4 separate regions of the Mus musculus genome follow, and regions 2, 3 and 4 are each linked to region 1. The links are chromatin contacts, called in public Hi-C, HiChIP or PLAC-seq and promoter capture Hi-C maps. All regions are on one chromosome and are shown on one strand. The core of a region is the stretch at or near the end of the contact, and the rest is flanking DNA. Distances in the headings are between cores, read along the strand shown.

Region 1 (3,269 bases), core at 255-2,754:
ACCCGCATATGGTGTACAGGAGAAGCTGATGTCTGCAGATGTGCAAGCAGCATTAGGGACAGGAGCCTGACCAAGTCTCCCTATCCAAAGCCATGCTCCTCACAGAGTGACCAAGCACTGGCAAAAGTACAGAAGCCACCCCAGTACAGGAAGCCTAAGACTGGCCCCAAGGTGCTCAGGTCTGAGGTCTATTGTGAGCTCTAGGCTGGATGCAGCCAGGAAGCCTTTGTGTAGCTGTGGAATGCACAGTCCCTTGCAAGGTGTGGGTCTGAGTCTATTCAGCTTCTTCCTCAGGAACTGGCATGGACGCTAGTGACCCCAGGACAGCTGCTGCCTAACATCACAAAGGCATCAAGTCACTGCTAAAAATTTCACAAAAATAAACCTGCTCAACTTCTGGCCAGTTTGTATCTCGCTTTGCATAGGTACAATGGGTCCATTTAGAAAAGTCCAGACTTGTTTTGTTGAAATGATAATGCATTCTAAGTGTTCTGATTATTTCATCTCTAGTAGAAAATGCCGTAGAGACCTTCCTTCTTCCTCAGATCCAATTGGAACTGTATGAATTATCTTGGAACCTACCAATAGTTGATTTTTTTAAGAGGAAGAAATGAAGCTAGGTTTCCATCTTAAGAGAAAATTTTCCTACGTAATTAAATTACATAACTGAATTTTTAAAAAGAGAAACTTTTCAAAAAAAAAAAAAAAAAAAAAAAACAAGGCACCACAGCACATATTCCCGTTCCCAACCATCGCTTTGCTGTTAACACGCCAACTAAAACGGTCATTATTCCAAAGCCAGGCAAGACTCTAGTTTACACAATGCATGAATCAATACACCATAGTCCACCCCCTAAATATGTTCAATTATAAAATGGAAACAAATAAAACTCAAACTAACCTGAAAAAAAAAAAGTGGCTACAGGTCCCTCAACGTGAGGAGACCCAGAAATCACTCACTTTAACGCCACAAGCTGAGAACCACTTGCCCCGCTCATTTCCAGCTTAGCTTCTTAATTCAGACCTTTGCGAGGAGGAATAATCACGGCCGGCCGAGGCAGAAATACAACGAACACACTGTGCACTGCAGGGCGATGCAAACAAATGCCGTCAAAGTCAGGGGAGAGTGCGGCCTCTGCTCTCTGCTCTGGGTTCCCATCTGAGCAGAGCCTGAACGTGCAGCTGTCTAGAACCTCAACTTAACCTGTTGAACATTCCCAGACAAAGCCAGAGCCAGCCACCGCGCGTTGCTGTTTTCCTGCTGGAGTGAGTGTCCTTCAAGCTCTCCCTGCTGCAGGGCAGGGTGTCTCTGCGGATCTTTTCTCCAGGACCTGCCAGGAACTATAATCCCGAAGCCCTGGAATGCACTCCAAGTAGAAACGCCCTCATCCCAAAGCCCTGGAACGCACTCTGAGTAGAAACGCCCTCAGCAAGGGAGAACAAAGCAGCAAAGTCCCGGACAGGGTGCAGGGGCAGACAAGGGAGCCGTGGCCTCCTTACCTTGACCTGGGACCTGCACCTGCCGGCGTAGGCTGATAAGGGCCGCTCGCCCCGCCCTCTCTGCTCTAGCCAATCCACAAGGCCGCCCCGCCCTAACATCCCCGCCCCCCGCAATTCCACAAATTAGGCGTTCGCCTCCCACCCCGCACTTACTCAACATACAGACCAGTCCCAGTACAGCCTGTGATTCAAATGAGAACAAAGGCGGGCTTAGCATGGCACTTTCCTTCCAATTCACTAAAGTGAGGCCCCCTCATTACACTGGGTCCCATGAACACTTCCTTGAAGATCTTTCCAGTTAGAACCGGGATGAAAAACAATCTGATTTTTCCCGCGGAGCAAAACATTCCTGGGTCACCTGGAAGCAGCGTGTAGGTCTAGGAGGGAGGGCAGAAGAAGAAAAAGCTGCCCAGCCGGTTTCTGGTAAACAATCTGCATAATTGCTAATTAGGAGTGGGGGGTGGGGGCGACTGCCAACCTCTCACACCAAATCATTAGGAACAGTTAGTTACCTGAAAGAGGAAGGGGAAAGGGGCGCCAGAAATAAGTTTCCTGGGTTTGCCACCAGCTCTGATGAAGAACACTCCCAGGACATACCACTGGCATTCTGGTCACGAGGGAAGATCGATTCCAACAACAGAATCACTTCATTCGCCACCGTCCCTAGCACTGCTTCTTCAAACCTGATTATCATTGCACGCACAGTTGTTTACCAGAATGGTGAAGCGGGCATTTGAAGATATGACGCAAACAAAACGATAAGGGTTTCCTCCAAACAAGCAAAATGCATCGGGCAGAATCCCATTTACAATTTTAAGTATTAAAATTCCACTCCAGTTTTAGATGCTGAGTGGAATTTCAGGGACTAGAACCATACCCTTAAAAAATGCTTAGAAAAAAAACAGCATCACATGCTACCTGCCAGTCCTGGTTTGATCCAAGTCATCTTCGCCCATTTAGAACTGTCGGGAAGCTTACAGGGTAAATTTGTAAGAAGCGTTTTTATTTTATTTTTAAGTTTCAGGCAATGAACTACTGTCTGGGAGGAAGAAATAAAAACCTTGACTCTAAACAACCCAGAACAAATACGTTATACAAGTCTTTCAGTGTGACCTGGCCCACAATAGACTTTAAAATGTAAAAATTTTAGTTAGTTACGGTTTCCGTCTTATTCTAGGCTTTCACTAGGATATATTCCAGTTTCAGATGAGGGATCCATAGCCCAAGACTATGGAAAATTAATACAGCATTTTGTTTTCTTGCAAAACACCATTTTTGTTTAGCAGCTAAGCACAATTTAAAGCTTAACTGTAGCAACCATTTTAAGTCTTTTTAAAAGATACAAGCAAACAGACCAAAAAAAAAATCCAAAATACAAGTAATTTCTAGATTAAACAGTATAAATAAATCGTTAAGACAAATGCAAACCAAAATCAGCGTATCTATCTCAGCTCAAAGCTTTAATACAAAAAACCAGGAGCCTGGTACATAAAAATACAGAAGGGACTTCCAAACACCTGCTTTCTAGGTCAAATCAACAGTGAACAACGGTCAGGGAGACCTCCCCTTTAGAGAAAAATAGTTCCCCCAGACTTATCTTTTCCAAATTCTTCAGTCAAATTTAGAAATCAAAGTTTTGGCTAGATAGGTCTCCTTTTGTGCAAGAGAGCGCTTTTCTTTATTAAAAATGTTAATATTTTAAATAACAAGAATCATTACAAATCATAATTTCTCAAAGTAGTTTTCATTTTGAAAAAGCAAGCAATATA
Region 2 (3,269 bases), core at 313-2,812, 360 kb after region 1:
CCCTTGAGCTTCCTGGAACTGTAGAATGTACAAACATCAACATTGTCACACTGGGTTTCAGAGACGATCCCAGTCTCTCATTCATCTGGGAATGGAGGTATTTGCTGAAAGAGCAACCCCCCCAACTCAATTGGAAAGGAAAATTTTAATTTTTCTTCTTGATATTTGTATGCAATGTCTCTCTTCCCTTTCTTCCTCCTCTTCCTTATCTTTTGCGACAGGATCTCATGTATTCTAGGCTGGCCTTGAACTGGCTATGCAGCCAAGGATGTCTTTGAACTGATTTCCTGGCTCTACCTTCTGAGTGTTGAGATTACTGTGTGTGTGCTAGAGATGGGGACTGAAGCCAGGGCTTTGTGAGTATCAGGCAAGCACTCTAGCAGCCGAGCTACAGACATCCCCAGCCTGGTTACTGATCCGGTTTTGACTTCACCATAGCTTACCAGGGAATCTCTCACAAAGCACAGAGGATGCATAGTGTGAGTCAGACTGACGTTCACATCAGCATTTAAAATGAACAACATTTAGAGAAAAATTGTGTTACAAAATTCTTGTGTACTTAACAATCATGAGAGTTAATAGCACCAGCTACTGTTTCCTAGGGGAGGGTGTTCTGAGCTACTGTAACTATTCTAAACACATTAGCTCCCATAAGCCATTGCATCAAGCCTTTGCAGAATGTAGACTTCTGTCTTGCAAATGATGAAACTGAGGTCTGGTGGATGAGCATCTTGCCCTTGATCACACTGCTCGTAAGTGACAAAGTCTACATTTGAACAGAGATATTTCTAGCTCTCCAGCTTATGGATAATTTTCTTTTGTTTCCCCACACAGACCCTTCAGAGTCCCACGCAGCTCCAAGATGTAAGTTCTAGGCTAACAGAAAGATGCTAAAGGGACAGCTTTGAAAAGTGATCTCATTGCTTTCCATGAAGTATTGCTCCAGGGCAAGGAGTAGTGGAAGCATGCTTTCTTAGTACGTGCAAGGTCCTGGGTGCAATTCCCAGTACTGGAAACAAACACACACAAAAGCCACAAAAAGTTCTAAGACACCAGTATGGTGGTTCTTGTGCAAAGGTGATTTGGTAAAAATGAGGCAGGGCACTCTCCTTACGGCTTCTTCCTCTTGGCCATGGGACAGTTCTAGATGTCCTCATTTTGGTATAATATGGGAGGAAGTTCTTCCTGTTGAATCCTAGTTCTACCTCCCCCCCCCCCAACAATACCCCCCCAGGGGTGCATTAGGGATCATGAGGAAAATCTCTCTTGAGTGTTTGCCTCCCCGTAGCTTATTTCTCTTTCTGGGTTAAGGCAGCAAAGCAGAGCCTCCTTGTGTGGGCTCAGAGGTCTCCTGTGTGCTTACCCTGTGGCGTAAAGGGTGTGGGGAGGGGCAGACTACCTGGACGTTGGAGTCTAGACCTTGGTAACTGAGGCCTGAACAACCTGGGGCTGTATTTAATCTGCAATGTTGCCCAAATGCTCAAGCGGAGTATTAACGTCACAGAGGGGTCAAGGGCCCCAGGTCAGTTAAGGGTTGCATCAGCTGCTCTTTTCAAGGACTGCTGACAGCAGCAGCTGTTTTCCCAAGTGCAGACGAGAGTCCCCAAAGGGAATGCGCATGAGTCTCCACATGCTTCATTTGCTCATGAACCTTTGCTCCTAAGCAAACAGTGCATTTCACAGGCAGAAGCACGCACACTCCGTCTGGCTTGGCTCCTCTCAATTGACCTTTCTCCTGTAACTTCCAAGCTTGTTTTTAATAAATGTTTAACTTCTTGATTAATTTCAGTAATTTCTGAGGGTAAATTTTCACAGCGCAGATAATGTGTTCTGAATGCCTGCTGAGCTGTAGGCTATGTCAAAACTGTAAACACTTCAGATTGCTCTACCTTCCCAGTACCCTCCCTTACTATGCGGGAATGAAACTCAGTCTTTCTTTTTTTTCTGCCATCTGCGTAATTGCCAGCATTTAAAGATGCTTGCTTCTCTCTTTCGTTGCCTTTGGGCAAAGAATCACTTGCCCAACCTACACTAAATTACTATTTTTCTGGTTTGTTACCCCTCATTTCCCGAAGACTGGCATATAATGAATGCTCGCATTTTGATGTTTTTCTCCGGGACTGCCGTTTTTCTCTGGCAGTTCACCTGCTTTCGATTTTCTTCCTCCCCATCTGCTTATCCCACGGAAGAACTTCCCGCCCACATCTTTATTCCGTTTGCTTTTTAAAAATGCACCATAGCTCTTGGGAAGGAGGAAATATTATCTGCTGCCACAGAATCAGAACCGTCTCCTTTGTCATTTTGCCCGAGCAACTTGGGTCCCATTTTCTGTTCTCTCTTCTTGGGTATTGGACTTGGTGGCGCCATGTAATCCTGTAATGGAGCTACACTTAAAAGCCAGATGAATTCCTCAGAGAACCATTTCTCTCAAGCAGTCCCATTACCAGTGTTTATCAATGTGTGATTGACACGAAGATGCTACTGGGAGGTGATCTTGAGCGCCAGAGGACATCAGGGTGAGGTGCTTCCCAGCACGCTGACCTCCACTGTTTCCTTCCCCGCCTGCTGGACCACAATCTCCTTACTTCTCTTCAGTTATTTATGTCTGGCTCCTTCTTGCCAGTTTGTCTGCTGTTATAAGAGCAGATGTCATTATATGGCTTTGTGGTAGGGCTCTTGGTTATTAATGTATATCAGTTTGGAAGTAGATTGAAGCATGCTATGCATCCCACTGCGTGTCCTGTGTCCACGTTGTGCGTGCCGCCGCCGCTCATCGAGACTTCTCTGTTGAATCTTTAAAGATTATCTCAGCGTCTTCTTTCTTTAATTTTGAGACATGGCTGTCCTGGAACTTGCTTTGTAGACCAGGGTGGTCCCAAACTCACAGAAATCCTCCTTCCTCTGCCTCCCAAGTGCCGGGATTAAAGGTGTGCACCATCATATCATCACTCAGATGTATTTCTACTTAGAAATACACAGTGACTGCATCTCCATGTTTATAGATTTCTGTATGGTTGTGATATGATCTTTGATGCTTTTGTACATGTGTGAGGCCAGAGGACGGCCTCCAATGTTTTTCTCCATGCTCTGCCTACCTTTTGGGTCGAGGGGGAGCAGAGTCTCTCAATAGCCTGGTGCTCACCAGTTGGAATAGAGCAGCTGATCAGCGGACCCCAGGGATCGACTTGTCCCTGCTATCCTGCCCAGCATTTCTTAAAGGGTTCTGGGCTCTAACTCGTGCTTCCATGGTGAGCACATTACAGAATGAG
Region 3 (3,269 bases), core at 428-2,927, 350 kb after region 1:
TAATCTGAATCTCCAGTGCCAAATTCAGGTCAGTAGAGTGACTCCATTCAAGCTGGGAGATGGTCACCAGTCACCACCACCCCTCCCCCGTTATGATGTCCACACATGCTTAGCGGGAGGGTCCCTAGTTAGTGGGACCAAAAGAAAATGTAGTTAGGAAGCCCAGCCTGTAAGTAAAGACCCGGACCTTCCCTCTTTATTTAATCCTCAGCCAACCTTAGGGGACAGTGAGAGTCTTTCTGCTTCTTCATGGACCATCTTCGCTCTTAGTCTCACCCAGCAACATTCCGTCAATTCTCCAACTCTATGTTCATGGGCATAGGTTGACTCTTGCTTAAATTGTATGACTTTTGATTGGGTTAGGAGGGCATCGGGGATCTAGGGCCTCCCTCCTCAAACACCAACCAGGGTTTCAGAGTTCATAATAGGTGGTGTTTATTTTGACAGAATGAGGACACATTCCTTAAATCACTCTGGCAGGCATTAAATAGTCTCTGTTATATTTTGTGCCTCACAAAATCCTAAGTGGTCAGGAAAAGAACACACTGCCAGGACTTATCCCTTACCCAACCCAATTCTTGTACTCCTCTTACTGGCCCCCCACTGGAACATCTAAGTCAAGTCTCTGCTCTCCACATTTGGGGGGGTGAGGGGAAACATAGGGGCGGTGAGGTTTTAATGTGTCCCCCAAATTTCCTCTACATAGGAATGTGTCTCCAAATCCTATGCTCAGGAATTTGGGTGGCATCTGGGATTAGATGAGGTCATAGTGTGGAACCCCCAGGATTCAGTTTGCACCTTTTAAAGAAGAGACACATGACTCAAGCTAGCATGTTTGGTTTAGCACACATCCTGTGCTGTCTTATTATTCAGCATAGATTTTCTCGAACAAGAGGGCCCTCACATGATGCCGAGCTGATACTGGTGCTGTGACCTTGGACTTCTCAGCTTCTAGAATTCTGAGCTAAATAAACCTTATTCTTCATAAGTCATCTGATCTTAGGTATCTTGTAGTATTGACCAAGGCATTCAGCGAGCAAGAAATGAGCCCACTCTACAAGTACATATTATATCAGGAATAGCTGAATACTACAGAGAAATGAATATTGGCAAGGGGTTGAAATCCCAGGGATATCCCAGACACAACCATGTCCTGTAGTTTTCTGAGTCAGGGGCCTGGCCTTTACTGAGCTTTTCTTTAGGCTTTAAAGGTATCCTATAGACTATGTTGATATCATTATTCATTTCCACTAGGGAAGATCATTGGGGGAAACTGGCATCATAGTCAGAAAATGCTGGGGCTGGAGAGATAGCTTTGCTGCTCTCACAGAGGACCCAAGTTCAGTCCCCAACACCCACATGAGGTGCACAACTGCCAGTAACTCCATGTCCAAGGAATCAAATCTCTGGCCTTCCAGGCATTCCCATTCACACACACATACCCACACAGAGACACATTCATACACACAATTAAAAAGAAACTACTGTCTCTGCTGGAAATGACATGATTAGTATGATGACATCATCTATGACAACACCCAGGAGAGGAAGACTAGGACAGCATTTCCCAACAACAACACTCCTAAATTTTGTGTCCCAAGTACCAACTTGTCCTGACATAGCTCCATTAAGCAACTCTCTGAGGTCCTTATCGATCACAGTGACAGTAGCACTGGGAGTAGGTTTCAACTGCAGATTTTCTGCCCCACCCTTGACTTACTGAACCAGAAACCCCAGGGCAGACCTTACCAAGCCACATTTTAACAGGCACAGTGGGTAACTATAATCCAATGGTGCTTAAGAGTCACTCACACCTAGACTACACTTATGGAAACAGTATTTCTGAAGTACAACTTCTACTTTGTAGTTTTTTAAGTCACTTTCTCTCCTGAGCTGTGCTACATACAACATTGCGAATCAAGGTGACATGCTATACATACAAAACAAAGCAAACAACAAAGCTAAAACAAATGAAGATTCTTGCGGTTAGAGAGTTAAGGGAACCTGAGGCTCATGGAGCCAGTGAGCACTGAAGAAATAGATTGTGGTGCATAGTGAGTGTATCTGTGACCTTAGCATTCTGAAGACAGAGGCCAAGAGGATCATGAACTTGAAGGGATTAAAAAGAGCCCATGTGCCATTTCTTCCATCCTTCTGTGATCTCTCTATTTTGGTCCTCACTATTGTTCATAAATCTAAATAATACTGACACTAAGAGGTTTCTGCCTGGAACTCTTAGACCAACAGAAGACAGGATAGCGAGGTGATATTGACATGTTGAAATCGCTAACAAACATCTCCAAGGTCTGAGCCATAGCTTTCTTTAAATGAAGGTTAGCATTTTAATTCAAGGCTTTCCTCTTTAACAAGAATAAAAGACCACACAAGGTTGGAAAACAATCACCTCACATGCTCGCTCTCTCTCTCTCTCTCTCTCTCTCTCTCTCTCTCTCTCTCTCTCTCATGATCTGGCTGCTGTTTCCAGTGCTGTGTAGAAAGGCCCAGGTTTGCTGGTTGTACCAGAGGAGTCACTGGCTTGTAATTCAGGGGTTTTGTGTGGATTGGTGGTTTCATGACCCATACTGCCACCTCCTGGGGATTTCTCCATGGCCAGCTGTGTCATTAGCCTCAGGGTTCCAAACCAAAGAGCATAGGTTATGGTCTCCACCTGCTCTGTTTTCAAGGAGCTAAAATCAGGATGATGGTGACCATTTAAAGAGTCATATGCAGAAAATTAAAAACATTCTTACTGCACACCAACCAAGAGAGAAAACGCATAAGGGATTACTATTTTCTTGTTTTAAGATAGAATCTCAAGAAGTGCGAAGCTGACCTTGAACTCACTATGTAGCTGAGAATGACATTGAACATCTAGTCAGCTGTCTCCATTTCTCCAATACTAGCATTGCATGCACCATCGTGCTATGTTTGTGAGGTTTTGGAAATCAAACCCAGGGCTTTGGGTATATTAGGCAAGTCTTTTACCAGCTGAGCCATGTTTCCAGCCTCTCTTTTGAAACAGAATTTAATAGGATGGATGTCAAAAATAATGGGAGAAAACGTAAACATTCATAGTTTATAGTGACTGGTCCTGGAACACAGGGCTGTGAGCATTTGGTAAGTTCCATTTGTTTTCCAAAATTCCTAGAATAACCTGGTTTTAGGACACATTCCTTGGGATCATGGAGTGGGTAGCTTAGAGTGACAGAAATTCACTGATGGTTCTGGAGTCTGAAATCAAATTGTCCAAAAAGTCATGTTCTCTGAAG
Region 4 (3,269 bases), core at 359-2,858, 290 kb after region 1:
TGAACTCCAGATCCTATGCTTTCTTCAGGGCTCCAGAAGCACCTGCAGTCATGCACGCACACATGCACACACACAGAAAGAGAGAGAGAGAGAGAAATATCTAAAAGAAAAAATTAACACTTTATAGCCTTGCATATGTGTTTAAAAGAGTATTCCTCAAATGTCAGCCACACTTTCCCACCTTCACCATGTCTGCGGCCTTCTTATTATCTCTAACCTAAATCTACCTAATAACTAAATTGTTTAGTTATTTTTTAAAAGATTTATTTATTTATTTATTATATGTAAATACACTGTAGCTGTATTCAGAAATACCAGAAGAGTGCATCCGACCTCATTACAGATGGTTGTGAACCACCATGTGGTTGCTGGGATTTGAACTCAGGACCTCTGGAAGAGCAGTCAGTGCTCTTAACTGCTGAGCCATTTCTCTAGCCCAGCTTTCTTCACCTTAGAAAGTAATAAGCATAAAACCATACGTTGGATTTGCTAACTTGTTTTTTCCCCATATATTAAAAACAAAAGACCTAAAATAAATGTGATATCACCATAATGAACTTAAAATCATAGTATACAACTTGAGAAACCCTGATACAAATTATTTAATCTGGAATCAAATGTATACCTATTATTTTAAAATGATATGGATAAAGAGGGATGTGGTGGTTGGTGCCTATAATTCTAGCACTTGTGAATTGAGGTAGGAGGATCACATTAAGGTTAAGGCTAGCCTGCACTACATGATAAGTTCTAGGCCAGCCTAGGCTACAGAGAACCTGCCTCCCCACCGCCCCAAAAATAAAAACAGAAAATAGTGACAGGGAAATTAAATGCTCAGAAAAGTGCTTTTCAGCCAAGCATAGGTTGACTCTGTTCCCTAAATCATGGCAAGGATCAAAGGCTGTAAGGGAGAGCATGGATTGGGTAGTTAGGGGAGTCGAAAGCAGTTGGCTTCCTCAGAACGGAAAGAAGGGCCTGGGGTGATGTTTTCCCTTCAGATTTCAGGTGTAGAAATTCTGTCATGCTCTGAATGGAGAAGTCAATATTTGATAAGCAGATGAACAGTCTCTACAGATCCTTTGAACACTCTTGCAAGAGTGGCCAAGCTCTCCTGAAGGCCTGTCTCCAGGCAACAGGCAGAGCCTGGGCTCCTACATCTATCCTCCCCTGAAGGAAAGAAGTCTAGTGTGACGGAAGGTTTAGAACAATTTCCAAGAGGAGCTTAGCCCTGAGCTGCCTGGACAGATCACCCACCCCCAAACCCACACACAGGGTCAGCTACTTCTGCAAAGATCACTAGCCAGCAGGTGACACAGGACAGGCAGGGCCTGTACCTGATCCCATGTGAAGCAGCTGTGACTAATGCCTGACACCTCTGTAGTGCCAGACATAAGGCCAGATCTACCAGCCTGTTTCAAGGAGAACTGAGGAAAGAGGGAAATAAATGACTTGTGGCTCTTTCTTGTCCCTTACTGTTTCCAGAAGCTGGATACAATTTATTCTACAATTCTTAGTAGGAAAACTTCCATTTCGCCCTCACCATGGCTTCAGAGTTCCAGCCTCATGCAGCCTGCTGGCATGTGGCTTACAGCCTGCGTGCCAAGTCACAGCTCCCTGGAATTTCTTGGATTGCATTTTTCTGAAGGAAGCTTTGCCTTACAACCTTGTAACTACAAAAGTATGCTTTGTAAAGACTAATCAGAAAACACTGCAGAACTGCAAAATTCTTAACCCTAGGGACTACAGCTCAAGGACAGACAGAAAGACCCTAAAAGTCAGAGAGTACTGAGCCTAAGCAAGTGTCTTCTAGATGTGACAGAACAGCCATGTTCATGAATTCACAGCAGGCAACATTCTAGCCTGGGGCTGGGACAGACTCATAAGTGGCCCCTGGCCCTCCATCCTGAGGAGTCATTGATACTTGAAAGCTCTAGGAGAAGGAAAAGTCTGGGCCTTCTTTAAAAGTGTGGCTCTCTGGAAGGCCATCCTTACTCTGGTAGGGAGTCCCATACCCATTAGAATTAGATGAACATCACAAACTAAACTCGGTGGGTTCTTTAAAAAAGACCTGAAGTTGAAAAGGGGTGGGGGCTGGTATGGGAGGCATCATGAGGAAAATGCAGGTAAATATGATGAAAATACACTGTGTGCCTCTAAAATTAACTTTGAGAATTTCACCAAATACTATTAGTTTTGTGTAACACTGTTGCAGTCAAGCAATTTTCTGGACCATTTTTAATCTAGGAAGACTATTGGTGATGTCTCAGATATTTTTCTTCCCAACATCTCGGAATGATTTCCCAGAGAATAACAAACAGCTGGTACTTCAGTATTAGTAATTGAGATTCATATTTGTGAATGTTCTCAGAAACTCATACAATCATTTATATCTTGGAATTCCCCAGGGCAAAATGATAATTAAACAATCAGCTCCCCGCTTGGAACTGGATCATCATATTTCTCCAAGCTGCTGTGCGGACCGCATGCACTACACACGGCCTGGGGGAGGCAGGGGCTGCTGGGGATGCAGGCTCTCAGATGAATGACTCCAGGGCTAGGAAAGGACAGCCTCCAGGAGCAGCCAACAACCCACACTGGAAACAGGACATTCAGAGAATTCTTATAGACTGAACAGCTGAGCTACCTGAACCAACCCTTGCCCTCAAAGCCATGCAATCAGGATTCTCTTAAGCCACTGCATACATAAAATTAAAGAAAATCTAGGAATAACTGGTTAAAGAGATGGCACAGTTGGTAAAGTACTTGTCGTGAAAGCATGAGGACCTGAGCTCAGCCCCCAGAACCCAGCTGAGGTAGCCAGGAGTGGTGGGTACACTTGTGACCTCAGCACCCACCAGGAGGGTAGGGAACAGTCCATCTCCCAGAGCAGCCTAACTGCCAAACTCCAGGACAGTGGAAGCCTGCTGCGGAAACACCAACACAGACAGCCAGTACAGGGCACCCAAGGCTGCCCCGGGCCTCACATTAAAGGAAGCAAAGAGCAAGGCTCCTCTCCACTGCATTATACAGTGTATAGGTTCCAGGTTAAAGTGCAGCCACGAACAGTGCATGACTGCATAGTGGTCACTCAGAAAGGGAGTGGCCCTACATAAAGGCTGAAAGATCCTCTACAACACAATGAAAATTTTACTTGCTCTTTATCATTGCCATGTTTTTGTTTTTGTTTCCTGGTCTCAGCAATGCAGTTGACCTACATGGGCTACTAATCCCAAATTTACACATGTTCTACAAACTCACGGGAGTTCTTG

Evidence for each region. A called contact is a pair of places that touch in the nucleus more often than the background predicts. HiChIP or PLAC-seq counts read pairs in DNA pulled down with a chosen protein or histone mark. Capture Hi-C pulls out chosen DNA fragments and counts their contacts.
Region 2: an H3K27ac HiChIP or PLAC-seq map of hepatocytes shows a contact between it and region 1, with 5 times the contacts expected there. The contact joins two enhancer-like sites. A contact is called at or near these places in 1 of 484 Hi-C or Micro-C datasets (bone marrow-derived macrophages), 7 of 115 datasets of contacts at active chromatin or transcription factors (craniofacial prominence, embryonic stem cells, epiblast stem cells and 1 more) and 2 of 9 other capture datasets (adipose tissue and liver).
Region 3: a contact with region 1 is called in a Hi-C map of epidermal suprabasal cells, with 3 times the contacts expected there. The contact joins two enhancer-like sites. A contact is called at or near these places in 1 of 15 datasets of contacts at CTCF or cohesin (large pre-B cells), 10 of 484 Hi-C or Micro-C datasets (the C2C12 cell line, MC3T3-E1-derived osteoblasts, the N1E-115 cell line and 6 more), 10 of 115 datasets of contacts at active chromatin or transcription factors (cardiomyocytes, craniofacial prominence, embryonic stem cells and 4 more) and 4 of 9 other capture datasets (adipose tissue, embryonic stem cells, liver and 1 more).
Region 4: a contact with region 1 is called in a promoter capture Hi-C map of liver. The contact joins two enhancer-like sites. A contact is called at or near these places in 2 of 115 datasets of contacts at active chromatin or transcription factors (craniofacial prominence and forebrain) and 2 of 9 other capture datasets (adipose tissue and liver).

What each region holds. Positions count from the first base shown.
Region 1 is chr13:63,271,041-63,274,309 of GRCm38.p6, reverse strand. The region is part of intron 13 of Aopep (aminopeptidase O); the gene reads right to left. Among named protein-coding and RNA genes, the nearest start is that of Gm16907, 24 kb to the left of the region's middle. Within about 2 kb of position 1,504, at least 166 of the 459 cell types and tissues checked have an H3K27ac peak or open chromatin away from gene starts, as enhancers often do. A contact at or near this core is called in the N1E-115 cell line, adipose tissue, epiblast stem cells and 3 more, where this site is marked.
Region 2 is chr13:62,906,609-62,909,877 of GRCm38.p6, reverse strand. No RefSeq gene overlaps it. Among named protein-coding and RNA genes, the nearest start is that of Gm40981, 9.6 kb to the left of the region's middle. Within about 2 kb of position 1,562, at least 52 of the 459 cell types and tissues checked have an H3K27ac peak or open chromatin away from gene starts, as enhancers often do. A contact at or near this core is called in epiblast stem cells and hepatocytes, where this site is marked.
Region 3 is chr13:62,925,974-62,929,242 of GRCm38.p6, reverse strand. No RefSeq gene overlaps it. Among named protein-coding and RNA genes, the nearest start is that of Gm40981, 9.8 kb to the right of the region's middle. Within about 2 kb of position 1,677, at least 19 of the 459 cell types and tissues checked have an H3K27ac peak or open chromatin away from gene starts, as enhancers often do. A contact at or near this core is called in the N1E-115 cell line and epidermal suprabasal cells, where this site is marked.
Region 4 is chr13:62,978,655-62,981,923 of GRCm38.p6, reverse strand. All of the region lies in intron 1 of Aopep (aminopeptidase O), which reads right to left. Among named protein-coding and RNA genes, the nearest start is that of Aopep, 15 kb to the right of the region's middle. Within about 2 kb of position 1,608, at least 43 of the 459 cell types and tissues checked have an H3K27ac peak or open chromatin away from gene starts, as enhancers often do. A contact at or near this core is called in adipose tissue and liver, where this site is marked.